Linked DNA regions of Mus musculus: region 1 is linked to region 2. The links are chromatin contacts, called in public promoter capture Hi-C maps. All regions are on one chromosome and are shown on one strand. The core of a region is the stretch at or near the end of the contact, and the rest is flanking DNA. Distances in the headings are between cores, read along the strand shown. Region 1 holds the start of Jmjd6 (jumonji domain containing 6). Region 2 holds the start of Fdxr (ferredoxin reductase).

Region 1 (4,707 bases), core at 1,300-3,799, 1.6 Mb after region 2:
GACTTGAGTCCCTAACTCTGTCGCCACAGGAGGGAGTGCACACACCCAACAGATAAAAAGGGCCCTTCTGTCTCATTCTATGATTCTACTCCAAAATGGCAATACAGGACAAGTCCGGACCAGTCGGAGCTGGGACGAACAGGTATAGTTTCTTCTAGCTCATCTATACCTGGTACAAAGACAGTTTCTCCTGGTTTCTGTAATATCTCCAGGGGTTTGAATTCAGGTGGCCAGGTTGGAAGCTGTGTCCGGGGATAGATGACATTAAACCAGGTAATTGCTTCATCCTGTTGGTTCCCTCCTTCTTCTCGGGTCACCTTGATGAGTTCTCTGGGTGTGTTTGTTGGGAAGAGGCACCACCGCTTGTGACCCTGAACTAAGGCATTCCAGGCACTGGTCCCCAGAGGGTCGATGTGAATCCCAGTTCCAGAACGCGGTGGCCCCATCACAAACCACCTACAGGATGCAAGCATGAAGCCATGAGAGGTAATCTGAAATGCGTGTGACATAGAAGTCTCTATAATACACAATCATGCATGCTGTCTTCAGAGACTCTACATTCTGATATACAATATTAAGTGAACTATATATGAACTGACGTCTAACAGAAAAAATAATGGACTGATGCAAATTACTGCTGGACTTTTATTGATCCACTAGGTGTGGTAGCCCAAGCTCTTAATACCAACATCCTGGAGACAGACACAGATGGATCTTAATTTCAAAGCCTACCAGTGCTACACAGAGACCCCTATCTCAAAACACCCAAACCAAGCCTGGTGCAATATTGAACATCTTTAATGTCTAGCACTTAGAAGGCAGATCTCTGTGAGTTTAAGGTCAACCTGGTAACACAGTGAGTTACAAAGAGTCAGTATAAGAAACCACACTTGTAAAAATAGAAATAAAACTTCCTTGATAAAGCAATGGTTGCACTAAAATGACCTGGGGCTGGGCAGAGACGGCTCAGGTTAGAAGCACTCAATTCCTCAAAGCACCAAGGTTCAATTCTTAGCACCTCACATGATCCCAATGGCTCACAACTATCCATAATTGCAGCTCCTGAGGTTCTGACCTCAACCAACAGGCAGAGACTGGTAAAACATATACATGCATGAAGTTTTATTTAAAAAAAAAAAAATGCCCTGGAGGAATCCAGATGCCTCCCCACCCCCCCACCCCCATGGAATCCTTCTTCCGAAGTAGGACTATAAACAGGTCAATGTGTAGGGAAGACTTTCATTGCTTTTACAAGGTTAGACAGAGTTCTGCTAACAGGCTTGCGGATTTGTGTGTGTTTATCCAGAGACAGGGTTTCTTTGTGTAGCCCTTGCTGTCCTGGAACTCATTCTGTAGCCCAGGCTGGCCTTACAAAAATACCACTGCCTGTCACTGTCCATGGTTTTTGAAAACTTAACGTGAAATAATTTACCTGTAAGGGGGTCTGCGTTTCTCCCCCGCGTATTGGAAAAGATCATCTGTGAAAAACTTGGGCACCTTGTAGTCTTCCAAAAGTTTCCTTCTTTTGGGGTGTTCGCCATAGCTGCTATCGAAGATGTAAAGGGGACTGTCATCGCGGGTGCTCTCCATGTACTCGATGTAGTACTTCATCTTCATCTTAACCGAGTAGCCGTCATTATCCTCGCCGCACTTGAACTTCTGGTTCCGGTATTTCCTTTTGAGGCGCTCCAGAGTCCATTTCTCCTGTGCGGACCAGCCCTCTTGTGCATTGAGCAGAACCACGGGCTTGTAAGGCCTCTCGTAGCGCTCCACGAACTCTTTCACCGACAGCTGTAAGGCATCAGCTCTCTCCACGTTATCCTGCGGGAACAACAAAAGACCTGTCCCGTTAGGACACTGGAACAAGTCCAGTGGCGGATAAAGGTGTCCCACAGGGCCAATTAGCAAAGACACCCGTGAGCAATGGCACACACGAGCAAGGAACGAGCGAGCCTCTGCTCCTCCAGGGGGCCGGAGGGACGGAAGGAGGCCCACGTGCGTGCGGGCGAGCACGTCGCACCCGGAGCCACCCCTTCACGGGAGGGAGGGGCCCGAAGCTCCCACGACCGAGCGAGTTTTGACAGCCGGGCTGCGGGGCCCCATCGGGGGACCAGCGGCCCTCGGAAGGCGGGCAGCCGTCGTGTGGGGTCCCGCGCCCCGCTCACCGGCACGGCCGCGGGGTTCAGCGGGTAGCTCTCGTAGTAGTTGTGCCGGGTCCAGTCGAGCGAGTCCTTGAGCTCCGGCCGCGCACTTCGCTTGGCCTCGCGGATGCGCTTCTTGCTCTTGTGGTTCATCGTGAGCCGCTCGCCGTCCGGTTCCGCCCCGACCCCGACGCGGCTCGCGTTTCCTGCCACCAAACGCGCCCTCCCTCCCTGGCTGGCGCGGCCCCGAGACGCCCTTCGCTCCGGCCCGGCGCCTTTAAAGTCGCCTTCCAGAAGATTCACTCCTCAGCCGCCACCGGAGCTTTGGGTTGGGCGAACAGCGGCCTTCCTCCCCGCCCCACCGCCTCATGCGGTCCGCCATTGGCCTCAGCGACCTGCCAGACCCGCCTTCATGCACGCCAATTGGGCGCCATGTTGGGAAGGTCGCGTCGCCGACGCCCTGCCCCTCCCTGCTTTGGCCTACGCAACACTTCCGTCTGCGCGTCGCTTCCCTGCGGTCTCCTTCCGGCCGGGCCCGCTGCGGCCTCCGGCTTCCTGTGTTTGCCATGGACAGTGTCCGGCCCCGCGCTCCTTGGGCACCGCCTCCTGACCCGGCGTCCCTGGACTCCCCTACGTGCGAGCCCGGCCTCATGGCCGGGACCCAGCTCTTTCGGTTCCGGGAGGAGCCAGTTCCCGGAGGCAATCGGGCGGTGCTGGAGGTCCGCGTCCCGCAGGTGCGTGCGGCGGCACCCACGTGGGAGCCCCCTGTTTGGAGCGGGAGTGGGTTGTCCTTCAGTTCTCGGCTTCGTTCATTAGCACCAGGTCTGGTGTGAAGCCCGGTGAGGGGTTAAGTGCGCTCCAGTGACACATTTAGGGACAGTGCCAGGAAGTTCACTGAATTCCACCAGGAAAGTGGCTGTCTTGTCCTGTGATGCTAACTTTGTACTCTTTTGAAAGCATCTGTCAGTATATCTAACACGGCCTGCCCCCCTCCCCACCAAACCTCCGGGTACTCTTGATTGAACCTCTGCCTGTTAGGCAAGTGCTCCGCCACTGAGTGGTAGCCCTAACTCTCTGTTTTATTTCTGAGCTCAGGCAGGCTTTGAATTTGAACCCCCGTTTCCCGCTTCTTAGGGTTAGGAGTGTGCGCCACCATGCTGGCTTAAACAGTGCCGGGGCTCGAATCCAAGATCCATACACGATAGATGATAGTTGTGCTTTTGAGTTTATCCCAAACCCCGTAATCTTTGCTGTTTAAATTTTGGGACCAGGGATTCCTGTCTCCAACACCCCAATAAAATTTTATACATCGGCACTGGCTTGTTCCCTCCGAGCTCATAGCTACTCTAAAACTGACTAACTCTTCCCAGGTAGTCGGGTTTTACAAAGGATTTTCGTGTTGTAATGTAGGCAGCTGGACCATAGGTAGGTAGGTGTCCCTGGCAATAGTAAGGGGAGCAGAAGGTATAGCCTTCTGCTATACAATGCTGCCACCTGTAGCAGTCCTCGTTTGTTTGTTTTTTTTCCCAGACTTCTACACAAGTGAAGCAGAGATTTTGTTTTGAGACAGGGTCTCTCTATGTATCCCTGGTTATTGTGGAACACATTCTGTGAACCAGTCTGGACTCAGGGTTCACCGTGCCTCTGCCTTTGGAGTGTTGGGATTAAAGGTGTATTCCTCCGCCCTCCCAGCAGCCTCTAACATTAGAGAAGAGATTCTTGGCTGTGTACTACAGAGAAATATTTCAGGACAAATAAGCGTGAAGCAGAGTTGGAAGATACTAATAACCTGGATCTTTTTAAGTTTGGGCATTAATAGACAACTAGGAAAAGGACAAGAAGGCATGGGGTACAGACTTCATAAGTCAGAATACTGCACTTGAGTGTCTTAATAGCCATATGAATGATTTGGTAACATCTGGAGTTAAATTGTTTAAGGAATTTTTTTGTTTGTTTGTCTTGTTTTGTTTTTCGAGACAGGGTTTCTCTGTATAGTCCTGGCTGTCCTGGAACTCACTTTGTAGACCAGGCTGGCCTCGAACTCAGAAATCCACCTGCCTCTGCCTCTGCCTCCCGAGTGCTGGGATTAAAGGCGTGCGCCACCACGCCCGGCTGTTTCAGGAATTTCTAAGAAACTTGTTTTAGTAAATAAAACCATAGAACATTCTGGTTTGAAATATGTCAATATAAAGAACTCTGCTCCTCTGTAGACAAATGTCACGGTGAATTTTGTTAGTTGTACTAAAATTTGATCCTCACTTGGTGAGAGACTAGTCTTAGGGATGAGATCTTGACTTTCCCATGTCCTCCTTGTTTTTAGTTTGTCCTTTCTCAGCAGGTCAGTGTTACAGGGGAAAACACATAAGAGGCAGACCAAAACAACTTGTTTCTGTAGCTTCCAAATGTCTTCATGTCAAAAACTCTTGAATTTCCTTCCAAATTTAGGGAGTAAAGACACTCAATATGAGTAAAGAACCCCGGGGTTTTTATACACAAATCTGCATTTCTTCTAGAAACATCCTTCTCTGGGCCTTTATTGTACTCAAAGCCTAATCCATTGTGTTAT
Region 2 (4,707 bases), core at 2,116-4,615:
GCTTCTCTGGCCCTTTTCCTAAGATGGACAATCCCCAAAGCAATTCTGCTCTGGGGTCCCCTGCTCTTCCTGAATTTACATGTCCTGTGTCCTAGGGAAATCTTCCCTACTCCCTCCTGTGACCTTACATCTTGGAGGCCTGATGTGGCCTCTCTATCTCCCCTCCCCCTCCTCTCACCCTATCTCTTTTCCCATCTGAGATCCAGGATGCCTCACTCCACACATCGAAGCCCATTCCTTGACCCCTGTCCTTTCCCCTCTATCCGTGTTTCCTTTCCCTCCACCCCTGGAGCTCCAGTCGTGGCCCTTGGCCTCCTCTTTCACCTTGACCTATTCGGTCAACATCCTTTCCTCCCCCACTCTCTTGCTCTCTGGGCAAACAGCCCTGCTTAAGGTCTACCCATCAGAGAGAGCACTCCCAGTGACAAGTGGGCTGGGGGAGCTGCTGGTGGTCGGGTGCCCGCCCATCACTCACGAGGCCCTGTGTTCCATCCCTAGGGGAGGCTTCCTTGCTTTTCCTTCCTTAAATGTCTTTTTTTAAGTTATCCATATGTGGGGTGCAGAGAACAGCACCCAAAGAGACCAGAAGGTGGGTTCAGAGCCCCCGGAGTTATAGATGGGTGTAAGCTGCCTGTTGGGAGTGCTGGGAACCGAACTCAGAACTTCTTCAAGAGGGGTCGGTATGCACTCTTAACCACTGAGACATCTCCTCTCTCCCCATTTGCTCGAGATGACTCACTGAGGCCTGTTGCCTATATCTGTGAGTGTCAGGATCTACCCCCAGCCCCCAGGGAGTTTGCTTAAAACTGCTGATTCTGAGAGTCCTAGTCATAGAGTTTGGTTAAATCTGAGCTGAACCCAGAAATGCTTATTTAGATAAAACCGCTCCAGCAGGGAACATGGAGAGCGTCCAAAGAAAGCCACTCAAGTCTACAACGTGGTCAGTGGTCTCTGGGTACCTTGTGATCTGGGCCCTCACCTCTTCACCCCTCAGATACTCAATGGCCTTCTGGAATAGGCTCTGGAATGATGGCTCAGGGCCACTCTCCTTCCTCTGGCCTTCATCCACATAATTCCTCATTCTTGAGGCTATTTTATTCTCATATGCTCCATAAAATACAGTTTGCACACCTCTCCCTCTAGACTGGGCTAGGGGTTACCCCTAGCTTAAGCCCTAAAATACCTTGTAAACCAGCCTCCTCGAGCTACACTGTCAGGTCCATAAACACACCCGCGTGCCTGCAGGTCAAGATCCGCCCACTGAGAAGACACAAAAAGCCCTGCCTTCTAGATCCTATTCATTCCCTCAACCTCAGTGCCCCTTACAAGTACCCTCCCTAATACCAACCACACCACCCACATACCCACCCCAACCCTGAGAACCCCTGGGTCTCCATCCCAGAGCCCAGGCTGTCCTTCAGCAGTGGCCTTGCACTCCAGGCTGACTCATGTCGGAACCTGGGAGCTTGCTGAAGCCCAGACATGACCTTTGGTGCTTCTCAAATATACATTCTCTAGGGACAGCTTCTGGTAGCGCTGACCTGTGTAGATCATGGTATGTAGCTGCAGAGTCATGCATAGGTCACTTCACAGCAGAGGTCTCCATGAGACCCTCCTAGTGTCAGCTCCAGGTAAACCAGGCCACTGGGTCACTCTGCCTTTCAAACATTTGTATGTGATATCAATATAATCATCGTTTTTTCTTCTGTCCCGTTGGTATTACAAGCCCCTCTAAAGTTCAGACACTGTCTTGTCTCAGTCAAGCTCAGTATTCCTTACTTTTTAAAATTACTTATTTTATCACTTTTAGTTATGTATGTTGTGTGTGTGCAAGAATGAAGGGCCAAGCAGAGGCCAGAAGAGGACATTGGGTTCCCTGGAGCTGAGTTGTGAGCCACTGTGTGGGTGCTGGGAACCCAACTCCCATCTTTTGGTCCTCTGTGAGACCATAAACACTCCTAACCACGGAGCCTTCTCTGCAGTACCCCGCCCCCTTCCTCTTTTGCTTTAAGGTCTGAGACAGAGTTTCCAGTACATCTGGCAACCTTGAGGCCCTGTCTGGCAAGACTAATACTGAAAGCTTTGAGACCTTGGCCTTTGTGGAAGAGAATGGTCGTGGGGAGGGCGCAAAGCTGCAGACAAGATTGCCTTGAAATATAAAATGCTGGAGATAAAGAAGCGTAAAGATAAGGGGAGGCGAAAGCCATCCCATTAGACTGAAAAAGACTTCCCTACAAAGCAGAAGACAGCTGCCCATCTGTCCCCAACCACCATCCATGGAACAAATGCATGTCTCTCACAGCTGAGGACCTAGGGCGCCTCAGCTATACCTGTGGAATCAGTTAGAAAGAACACAGCTTACATTAGTCAAAAGCCCCTTCCTTGTCAGACAAACCAAAGGGCTGGAGCCTACCCCCAGAATTGGGACAAGAAATGAATGGTAAGAAGGGAGCCTGGAAGGAGTGCCTCGCTTACCTTTAACAAGTGTTGGGCTGTGTAGAAGCCAGCTGGGCCACTGCCGACCACACAGATCTGAGGGGTCTTCTCCTGTGTGGAGAACTTCTGGCAGAAGCCTGGGGCTAGGTAGAGCAGGGGACAGCAGGGTCAAACCAACACCCTCCTACCACCCCAAACCAATTCTGTCCAGTTGCACCTTGCCTTCACCCTCACCTGCATCTTCCTTTTTCCGTTCCTCAAAGCTTCACCATTTCATCTGAATGCCAGAGCTGTCTTTATCCAGAACCCCATGTCTCACCCATGAACAATAACAAATAATCTGCCCCAGACCCCCTTATCCCCCAAGCTGTCCTGCACAGCACTATCTTTCTTGAGAGGTTCCTTATGTGATCTCATGTCTTCATATGCCCATCACGTTTCTATTTTGCTTTTTTCTAGCCCTTCTTTCCCCCACAGAACTCTATTGCTCATCTCCTCACCTCGAATTTGCCTGTCACCTCCGTTCACCTCGTATCACACATAAAGACCTCATGGTCTATCCTTTTAGCCTTTACTGAGCTGTCTTACCCAGGACGCCTTACATCTCTTTGCACAGATCCTCCCCTCTCCATCACTCCCATTTCTCCCGCAAGAGCAGACACGTTCAGCTTTGCCCCTCTCCAGCCCCGCCTCAGCTCTGCTCGGACCCCCGCTCTTGATCACAGGCCTCCCCTCGCCCTGGTGCAGCCCCCAAGAGCCCTGCTCCTACTCGGAGTGCTCCTGGAGGGAGACGGCCGAAGCCCAGACCACGCGGACCAGCGCCACCAGTGCCAGCAGCGAGGAGCCATGGCTGAGAAGTGCAACCAGCAAGCGGAAGAGCTAGCAATGACTCTAGTGCTGAGCGCAGGTCCAGCAGCCCGCCGAGGACGCTCCTCTGGACCCGCCCATCACTGGAGCCCCGCCCCAAGCCTCGCCTCCCGCTTGCTTAGAAACATCAACTTGGAGACTTCACCAAGATTTCCGAAATAACCACGCCCCCAAAGAGAACCATGCCCCCATCTCGCCAAGGCCCCGCCCCCAGAACGTCCAATCCTCAAAAGCTTATCAAATTTCTCCGGTCTTCCTAGTACCTCCAGATGCCGGAAGTCTAGATTTGAAGAAACGCGAATCCCCTATGCTGTTTCAGTTGCTCTTGAAGAAGGGAGCCAATTGGAAAGGAGCTTACTTTATGTAAAGCTTGCCGCTCGCTGATGACGCAATGCCCCGTTGTCGTTGTTTGAGTGATTTTTGTATCAGCCAATCAGAAGGCCAGAGCCCGGAAGTCTCGTGTATCCGCTATTCTTGACTCCTCGATTTTTAAGTCTGGATGTTGAACTGATGTAGCCTCAAACAGCTACTTGTGCGTGTCAGAGAAGGACAAGTGTTAAACTCTCAAGAGCTTATTTCTAGTCACCCTCTTCCCACGATGGGGGAGGAAACACGCGAAGAAGTTCCCCCTCTGGCACTGAGACCAGAGCCCGACCTTCGACCCTGGTCCGACAGTACAGGGATCAGGGTGAGACCGTACCTTAGGGGGCACCCAAAAGCTCAGTAGTCAAGGTAAATCATTCATATTCCATGTTTTAAAAGAAAATTGATGCAAAGCCTAAAATCAATATCTTTTAAAAGTTTTTTCTAACATTTATATATTTTATTACATTATTTATGGGGGCCGGTGTACACTTGCCACAGCGTTCGCGTGGTGTGTGGTAGTCAGAGGACAGCTTATAGGAGTTGGTTCCCTCCTCTACGTGAATTCCTGGGTTTCAGACTCATTTAAGGCTGAGGGCAAGCAACTTTACCCTCCAGCCGACCCACACATGTTTTCTACACAAGAACAGGACCTGAAGAAGGGTGAATGCTTAATGTGCACATGATCCTGGTTTCGATTACACCACAAAAAATATAATTAAAATAAGGGCAGGACCCATTGTCACCTCTAACCAGACAAGCCCAGTGCTTCTCTGAGAGTCCTTCTCCTTCTTGGAAGACTAACCTGTCATCCTCACAACATCTGATTCTTGTTTATTCTTGTTGAAGATTGAACCCAGGGACTTACAAAATTGCTCTACGTTTTAACTGCCCCCTGCCTCGCCCCGCCCCGCCCCGCCCCTAGCTGAATCTTCTATTCCATAATTCAGGTACAAAGCTAGCCTGGGCTGTATACAGAGTGGCACCTGATCTCACAAAACAGTATGCCACTTGTTTTGTGAGAGGGAAATGGCAGTAGGA

Evidence for each region. Promoter capture Hi-C pulls out the DNA fragments that hold promoters and counts their contacts.
Region 1: a promoter capture Hi-C map of pre-B cells shows a contact between it and region 2, with 2.7 times the contacts expected there. The contact joins the promoter of Jmjd6 here to the promoter of Fdxr in region 2. A contact is called at or near these places in 3 of 39 promoter capture datasets (erythroid cells, liver and pre-B cells) and 1 of 9 other capture datasets (liver).

Annotation. Positions count from the first base shown.
Region 1 is chr11:116,840,900-116,845,606 of GRCm38.p6, forward strand. It overlaps Jmjd6 (jumonji domain containing 6), which reads right to left and starts at 2,550. Exons shown (of 6, transcript NM_033398.3): 1 at 2,166-2,550; 2 at 1,433-1,821; 3 at 170-456. The coding sequence starts at 2,294. Mettl23 (methyltransferase like 23) reads left to right here and starts at 2,616. Exons shown (of 5, transcript NM_028865.3): 1 at 2,616-2,875. The coding sequence starts at 2,708.
Region 2 is chr11:115,273,604-115,278,310 of GRCm38.p6, forward strand. Fdxr (ferredoxin reductase) reads right to left here and starts at 3,366. Exons shown (of 12, transcript NM_007997.1): 1 at 3,206-3,366; 2 at 2,476-2,579. The coding sequence starts at 3,284.